2 separate regions of the Mus musculus genome follow, and region 2 is linked to region 1. A link is a contact called in public HiChIP or PLAC-seq data. All regions are on one chromosome and are shown on one strand. The core of a region is the stretch at or near the end of the contact, and the rest is flanking DNA. Distances in the headings are between cores, read along the strand shown. Region 1 holds the start of Cyth3 (cytohesin 3). Region 2 holds the start of Baiap2l1 (BAI1-associated protein 2-like 1).

Region 1 (4,293 bases), core at 1,347-3,846:
TCCATAATGTGAGGAGGAAAGATTTTTTTTGATAAGCTAAATCAATAAAAATTAAAAAGCTGTTTCCTATCATATAGCACACTGTCTGGCATTTCAGTAGAAAAAAAAAAATCAATAAATCTCTTCATTGTCAAATGTTCCAGGAAGGTGAATTAAATCACCCTGTATGTTTAGAATATCCACATCTTTCATAAGCTGAGGGTTTTTTTTTTCAAATTTGAAAGCATGTGTTATTATTCAAGAAAAATCCATAATGATAGCAGTCTTTACACTGTTTAGACCAGAATGTACAAAATAACTGCTTATTCTTGGTTACTTTTTAAGATTGTGTGTGTGCACAAGCTTGTTGCTGCTTGCCTAAGGAGGTCAGAAGACAACTGTGGGCGTCAGTTCCCATGTGGCTCCCCAAGAGTCAACTCCAGCTGTCCGCATTACTTGTAATGTCTCCCTGAAGTAATCTTACCTGACAGCCGTTACTGTTTCTCATTTTTAAACTTTTTACCATGGAATACAGTATCATTGAATATAACATCTTTTTTAATTTTAACATCCTCTGGTATATTGATATACCCAGAGATATTGATAGTCCAGAGATAGCTTTAAGCCTTTTTGACACTTTAATATTGACCTTTACTATACTTCTAAATTCTATGAACTGCTGAAACACACTGGTTTCTAAGTTTTCCCCACTGTATCTGCTTTTACCTTCAGCTCAGCCACGTGTTGACTCAACAGACTGTGTAGCACCTGCAGAGCAATCGCCAGCTCAGCTAGCTTCCTAGATCCCAATGTCAAATTGCCACTGTCTTTTTTTCTAAACGACAATGTCAGACTGTGCTATAGGCGAAAGGCAAGGCATCCTCAGGGACCCAGTGCCTCCAGACCGGCAGCCGGTATGTAGGAGGGTTTGCAACTGGGTTCTTTCTTTTCATAAACAAAACACCCACTCGATGCCACTGTGCTACCCCTGGCTTTTACTATGAGAACTGAACTTGGCAAATGCCACGAGGAGTGCCAACTTCCTACAGCCCAGCCACTTCGTCTCTTTCACAGGGAAGAAAAAAAAAAATCTGAGAAGCTCTGGAATTCTAGAAGGCACCTTGATTAACCACTTCACGAGGAAGTCTTCAATACTGCTGATTCTTACAGGCAGCTGCTCCAGCAGCCTGTAATTAAGACTTCTTTTTCCCCCTAAACACTCCCTTATTACATGGGATTCTGATCATTCTGTCAGCAAAAAAGGAAGATCGTTCCTCAAAGTCCAGACAGCTTCAACTTGGGGTGTTTGGGTAAAAAATGACGGGTACATTATTAACCCTTTGCTTACTTCAAGTAAAGTCCCACTCCACAAACGGTGACTCTTGATGTTTTGGGAAACCAAATTCATGAAATGACACAACAGGAATCTGTACTCCGTTGAGTAATTTGCAACCGGCTCATTTGCAGCAGGGTGGAACTCAAAGTCAGGCACATACATACAGCCTGAGCAACACGGAGAACTGATAGCCCACCTCTGGAAGGGTGTCTGTCACAGGCACCTGTCCAGGAGTCTAACAGTCTCGCTGCTGTGGCTCCCGCATCCCACCCTCGGCTTTAAAGGAATCCCACCTGACCCCTTTAATTTCTTAATTATATTTTCCATTTGGTGGTGTTGGGGATCAAACTCAGCGTCCTGGGCATGCTAGACAATGATTCTATCATTTGTGCTATTTGGCCCCCTTTTTATTTTTACACCCGACCCCTTCTCTGTAGCATTTTTTCTTTTCTATTTGATAAAAAAATGCATACTCAGACCTGGACTGGAGCTGCCTGCCCCTCATGTCCTTTAAGCCATTCCCAATGAGTACTTCTGATCTAAAAATCAGAGACGTGGTCATGACTTCCAACCTTCCTCCTCTCCCCCGACCGATCCACCCCACCCTCCGGGCCCTCCGAGTCCTCCAAATTGAAAACTTTCCCCTCCCCATCCAGGAGCTCCCAAGCTCCAGACACCTGAGGAGAGCTGAAAAGGAGAGGGGCCCGTCCGAAACAGCTGGGCTAGGGAGGGCGTGGACGCCCTTGGCAATGAGACGCTGGGAAGGTCGCCCCGCAGAGTGGCCCCATCTCAGAAAGGCGACCTGGAGCTGTGCTGCGGAGACCCCGGCCTCGAACCCGCGACCCGCGACCGCGCTGGGCGACGACCCCGCGGTCTCCGACATGTCCTCTCACCAGGGCAGCGAAGCCCGAGTCCCCGCCTTACCCCGCGCACCTCCCCACGGTCGCCGCCACCCCACCCGACACCCGGCCCCACGTCTCAAGCCTGGGCTCTCAACAGCGCGACCCTCGGCCTCAGGGCCGCCCAGAGAGCCGGCCACACCTCCATCACTCACCGCTGCCGCCCTCACCGCCACCGCCTTCGTCCATTTTGAGGCCACTCCCCGCCAGCCGGCGAGCCCGGAGCCGGCGGGAGCGACTGGGCTGAACGCCGGGACTAAGAGAAGTGGTCGCGGGGAGAACCGGAGAGCTCCTCAGCGAGCGCGGCCCGGGTCGCGGCCGGGCCTCCACGGAGGGCCGGGCGGAGCCTCACTGCTCCGGCGCCATCACGTGACACAAAACCACGCCTCCCCTGTCGGTGTGGGCGGAGCCTAGACGCCGAGCGGTCCCGCCCACCAGACTCCGCCCGGCCTTGCAGTAGCTGCAGTAGCTGCTTAGCTAGGAGACTTGGATCCTGCAGCGCAGCACTCTCCCTCGAACCTCCTGTCTGCCCCTCTAGAGCATCCTGGAGAGGAAGCCGGGTCTATCAGGAGCACGAGGACGCCCTGCTCTACAAAACCTGATGGCTAAGGGCTGCGACTCGCAAATGCATAGAGTAGGGAGTGAGAAACTATCTGAAAAGGAAGGCTGATGATTGGCTCAAGTGGCCCCCACTTAAAGGCAGAAGGAAAGAACTGACTATAAAGTTTTACTGTGACCGCAGCATGCGTGGGCGTCCACACATGACATACACACAGTAATAATTGTGTGGGGATGTAGTTCTGTTGTTAAGAGCACTCGCTGCTCTTGAAGAGAATCAGAGTTTGGTTCTCAGCACCCACAGAACCCTTGTAACTATGACTACAAAAAGGATCCAATACTTCCGGCCTCCAAGGGCACCTGCACTCATATGACGGTTATCTGGCACACTCTTACCTCCACCCACATCAGGCATGCTTGTAGTGCACACATATATGTGCGGGCAAAACACTGATACACACAAAATAAAATTTTAAAAAAACTTTTTGAGATAGGGTTTCTCTGCATAGCCATCAATGTCATGGAACTCTTTCTCTGTAGACCAGGCTGACCTTGAACTCAGAGATCTTCCTGCCTTTGACTCCTGAATGCTGGAGCTAAAAGGATGAGCCACCATGCCCAGCTAAATAAATCTTTTTTTAAGTGTTTATTTTAAAAATAATAAAAACTGGGTGCGGTGGCGAATACCTTTGACCACAGCAAGCCAATCTCAACAGAATCTTAGTGGGTTTAGTCTGCTTAGTGAGTTCCAAGTTAGCCAGGGCTACCTAGTGAGTCTCTGTCTGAAGTCATCATCATCATCATCTGAAAACGAGCCCATGAGAAGACTCTCCCCACCCCCACCTCCTCCCTTCTTTACCCTCAGAATGTTAGGGTAATTCCAGCCTTTTATCTTTTGGGTGTATAATAATAATGGAGTCTCATTTTTCCTGCGGATTGGATGCATTTTAGAATTAACAAAGTATTAGGTTGGTAAATGAATATAGTGATGCTGTTGAACCCTAACCCCAGTCCGGCACAGCTGGGGCTCGGCTCTCAGAAAGCATTAGTACAGGGGTTGGCCAGTCTGGCGTCAGATGCCCGTGCAGTTGAGCGTTAGTCTCCCTTGGCTTGCTGCCAGCTGCCCTGGATTTATGATGCAGTAGGAGCTCTGAATTCAATTTCCCGTGGGCACAGCCCAGGGCTGGGCAGACGGACTCAGTACTCCCCTGTTCCAAATCTATGGCTCGATTTTCTCATTCCGTATGTCTCGTTTCCAGTAACTTCTCCTTAACGTTGCATGTGTGCCCTCCCAAGCCTTTCTGCTCGAATTAAATTGCATTAAAGAAAAGCAAACATTATAAGGGAGGAGATGGCTCATCTGTAATAAAATTTTCCAGCAACTGTTTTATATTTACAAATTGCCCATTGAATCAAAGGATACTTCCTCCACCGTCCATCTATCAAAGCAGACAGCCTTCACCTTTTTGCTCAAGGTTAAAGAATGGTTTCAAAGAGTCCAATTTCCTGATAACCTCAAGA
Region 2 (4,487 bases), core at 800-3,299, 740 kb before region 1:
TGATAAGACTGCCCCAGAGTCCAAGTGCTTGTGTCTGTTCTAAGTCCAGAGTCATCCCATACTTTCAGTGTTTCCATCTGGGGCACACAGTGCTTTCTTTGTGTGTATTTCCCAGTGAACTTTATCCTGGAGCAGTTTAGAAGCTTCGTATCCTCCAAGCTCATAAACAAAGCAATCGTACCTGGACAGCTTTTAAAAATAAAGCCTTGCCCACTCCGGCTGAGTTCAAGTCTCAAGCGCTGAGTGTGTTTTCTGCTAGGAGAAGGTTGCTGTGGCCCTGGAGTCTGGGTCACCTCAGTCCTAGGTGTGTACTCTAGGACATGTTCAGAGCTGGGTTGGGTGTGACTGGGTAGACAACAGGAAGCACCAGGAAGGACTAGGGAGACAGCTCAGTAGTTAAGAACACTGGCTGTTCTTCCAGAGGACCTAGGTTTGTTTCCCAGTACCCACATGATGGTCACAACCTTCTGCAACCCAAGTTTCAGGGAATCTGAAGCCCTCTTCTGACCTCTGACATATGCACCAGGCATGTACATATATATGTATCAGTCACAGATGACATACATGCAGTCCAAGTAGCTTACACATAAAATAAAAGTTTTAAATAATGTGCCAGGAGCCACACACCTACATGGCCTCTACAAGATGAAAGAAAGCACAGACATCCTAGACGCCTCAGCCGACCTGGGGGCTGAGGAAATGGGTCAGTTTGTAAAGTGCCTGTGGTGCGAACATTGGGACCTGGGTTCCATCTGCGGAACCCATGTGAAAAGCTACATACAGTAGATATGCTCTTGTACTCCCAGTGCTGGGAATTTGGGAGACAGGTGGATTCATGGGGCTTGTGGAGACTTGATAGCCATCAGTCTATCCTTTTTAGCTACTTCAGTAAGAGACTCTGTCTCCAAGATATATATAGTAGATATCGGCTGAGGAATGACGCCCAAGGTTGACTTCTTGTAACACACACACACACACACACACACACAGAGGAAATTTTTAGACAGTCTTGTGATTTACATAGTTGTAAAGCATGGGATTTTAAACTTATTCTTAATGTTCTGTTATTCCAGTAATCAGATCTTGGCGTTAGTTACTTTTTTTGGCACCCCGGAACTTTCAAAATTGTGGGTGGCTCCATCCATGAGAAACCATGCCCCGTGGACCTTCAATCAGGGAAACCGATTCGTAGGAGGTATGTGGAAGTTACTCAAAGGCAGAGAGCTTAGAGGATTCACCTGCGGAGGATGTGAGCCTCGAGCTTTCAGAGCCAGCACCTTGTGGCGGACACTAGACCAAAGACCTAGAAGCCCAAAGGTCCAGGTCCTGTTCTAAAAGACACCACAGTGTAGGGGCTTGGCTGGAACTCTGGGAGGGCCGGGAGAGGGCGAACAGAGGTATTACCTCCACTGCCAAGCCTTAGGCGAGATGGCCTGGTCCACTGGGTCCAGCCACCTCGCCTTGTACTGCTCCAGCCTCGCCCACCAGGCTGCTCAGCCACGCCCACACGAGGAAGACTCTCCCATTCCCTTGCCTGCCTCAGCTGGGGCTGTCTAAACCACGCCATCCTCGCTTCAGCACCGCCCATCGGTCTGCTAGACCGCGCCCACCGGCTCAACTCTGCGGTGCCACTCTGGCGGACACAGCTAGGGCGACTTCGTTCACTCCGTCCCTTCTTGTTTCGGCCACGCCCATCCGCCATCTAGGCCACGCCCATCAGTCCATTTCAGGTGGGGGGAGTAAGGGCGCGTCCCCTCCCCTTGGCTTCTCCCTCTTGTTGGCCTCTCAGACCCCACCCCCGCTCCACGTCTCAGCTGGGGCCAATCAGTCCGGCGCGCTGGCCGGGCTTCTGCTCCGCTTAGCAAGCCCCTAGGCCACGCCCACCTAGCGCAACAAGTCTCTTCCAGGTTCCCCCGGTTGCCCCAAAAGATCGACCCTCCCACCAGGCTGTCTCCGCGCGAGGCCGCCCCGCCCACTCTAGAGTACTCAGCCTAGGCCCCGCCCACCTCAGGTGGGGCTGCCCCGCCCTCTGGCCGTACGGCCCCGCCCACTCCGCCCGCCTCAGGTGGGGCTGCCCGTCCCTTTGCTCGTCCCAGCCTTGGCAGGCTACGTCTACCTCGCAGCTCCTTACAGACCGAAGCGCCGCAAAGTTTTGACATTTTGGCAGCAGAGACGCGCACTGACTCTCTCCCGCTGACAGCTGTGGCGGCGGCCGACTCTCAAGGACCACTCAGTCTCAAGTCCTAGGCGCTCCCGCCGCCCGGCGGCCACGAGGCCCCGCCGCGTCCTCCCGCGCTCGCCCTCCCGGAGGCTGCAGCCATGTCTCGGGGGCCGGAGGAGGTGAACCGGCTCACGGAGAACACGTACCGGGTAAGTGTGGGACTTTGCGGAGCTCGAGACGGGAGACCGGGGGGATCCGGGACTCTGTGGTTCCAGGCTGAGGGCGGAGGCTGGGAGGCCCGGAGACTTGGGAACTCCAGGGTTCGAGGCCAGGAACGTGAGCCCGGACAAGCAGCTGACCATTGTCGCCAGCGGGGTCGGTCGAGATTCTTTTTCGCTTTTGAGATAAAGTGGGGACTTTACATGATAAGGGCCTCCCCTTCCCCCTTGGACCCTTGGAGACTCCCAGGGACCCCACATTTCCCGTGTTGGGGGAAGGGGATTGGAGACGTGGACGACAATCCGCGGGGTCCCCGAGAGGTTCTTATCCTCCCCCAACTTCTCTTTGTGGTCAGTGACTGCGCTGGTCTGACCGCTGGGGCTAACCCCTCCCCAGATCCAAAAGAGAGAGAGAAAAGAGACAAGCTCGAGTTTCCTCGGAGAAAAGAAAGAATGTAGGGGAGAAACTCCTCCGTAATTAGGAATCCATCGCCAGGTGAGCCTGGCTCCCTCGGCTCAGGGAATTTTCTAGGCTGCCAGGGAATCTGCTCCTGGGAAGACTTGAAACGCCTTCGCCCTCTTGGACTCTTTCATACAGTAGCTTTTAAGTTCGATTTGGCTTTTGATTACTTTTTGTTTAGCGTTTTGACAGTTTTATACATCTATATACAATTATTATGAGCATGTTCGCCCGCAGTTGGACTGTTTCTACGTTCATGATTTGGGGAGGTTATTGGAGTCAGAGAGCACTGAGATTTTAATAAGAATTGACTTAAGCTGACAGAACGTGTGGTGATTGGTCGCTTAACTGGCATGTTATGTGAGAGAATTTTTCCAGAAACAGACATGGGATTAGTGGCCAGTTTAGTAAGTTTAAGTACTTATAAATGAATTCCATTTGAAATGAGATATCCGTTTAATCATCTGCTATTAATAGAATACAAAACAACTTTTGTTTTAATTCCACTTAGGTCCACTGAACCCCTGAGATTTAAAGTTCTCTAAATTTACTTGTAGTCATGATTAAAACCCACTCTTTGGTCATTTCTCTAGATTCTTTTTTCACCCACTCTTTGGTCATTTCTCTAGTTTTTTTTTTTTCACCCCTAAAATTGAGTTTCTAGATTTGCAAGGTCTTAGTTCCTGAAATCAGAATTTATTGAGTTGCTGGAAAATCATTTTAAAGCAGCATGAAAATATTTTCAGAATTCATTGTGGCTCCAAATCATATCCACCCCTCCATGTGTGCACTATAACATTTATTCTAGATAGACAAAGTAGACTGTATTATTATGATTTTGAAGGTTCACAACTGTGACCAAAACCTGTTCCTATTAGTGTGCTTCCTTAATTAAATGATAATTTTTAGAAATGCCAGAAATTTGAATGTTTAAAGCCTTGTATTTGGATTGGCATTGTTCAGACTTAAATGATGTGAAGCCGGTAGAACTGGGGTGTGGGGTGTCGACAGAGTATGGAAGTAAAATGCCCTAGCGTGGGGGAGACAAGATACTCAGATGAATACTCAGTCAAGGAAAAACCATAACTGAGGAATGTGGGTTATTTATTGTAGTCTGTGCGTGGAATCCGAGCATCTGCTGCAGTGGAAAACACAGGCACAGTTAAGTTTCTCAAACACAATTGATTGTTTATCTTGCTGGTCTGGAAAGAAAATGTCAACTTTAGACAAGCAATCAGATGCCCTGAGCAAACTGTTCTTTTTCTCACTTCTGACTGAGAAACCTTTGGTTGGTGTGGGCAGGCAGATTACAGTACCACAAAAATGAACCACCTTGGCCTGTCTTTCTACCCACAGAGCTGGAGTAAGAGGAAGACTGTTGATTTTGTTGGTTTGGTTGTTGTTGACTGTTGATTTTGTTGTTTTGGTTATCCGCATTGGTAGACGTAAGGCATAGTTAGTCCTTTTGGGGATGTTTTGTTTTCTGACAGGGTCTCACTATGTAGCCCTGATTGGCCTGGAATTTGATATGTAGACCCGGTTGACCTCAGATTCAGAAGTTCACCTTCCTCTGCCCCCTCCCAAGGGCTGAGGTTAAAGCACTACAACTCCTAGCTATTTAGTTGTTGTTGTTGTTGTTTATTTGTTT

Evidence for each region. HiChIP or PLAC-seq counts read pairs in DNA pulled down with a chosen protein or histone mark.
Region 2: an HNF4G HiChIP or PLAC-seq map of pancreatic cancer cells shows a contact between it and region 1. The contact joins the promoter of Baiap2l1 here to the promoter of Cyth3 in region 1. A contact is called at or near these places in 2 of 39 promoter capture datasets (embryonic stem cells and stem cell-derived epiblast-like cells) and 1 of 115 datasets of contacts at active chromatin or transcription factors (pancreatic cancer cells).

What each region holds. Positions count from the first base shown.
Region 1 is chr5:143,620,750-143,625,042 of GRCm38.p6, reverse strand. It overlaps Cyth3 (cytohesin 3), which reads right to left and starts at 2,596. Exons shown (of 13, transcript NM_011182.4): 1 at 2,370-2,596. The coding sequence starts at 2,403.
Region 2 is chr5:144,355,674-144,360,160 of GRCm38.p6, reverse strand. It overlaps Baiap2l1 (BAI1-associated protein 2-like 1), which reads left to right and starts at 2,049. Exons shown (of 14, transcript NM_025833.3): 1 at 2,049-2,370. The coding sequence starts at 2,320. It overlaps Dmrt1i (Dmrt1 interacting ncRNA), which reads right to left and starts at 2,238. Exons shown (of 2, transcript NR_102374.1): 1 at 2,117-2,238.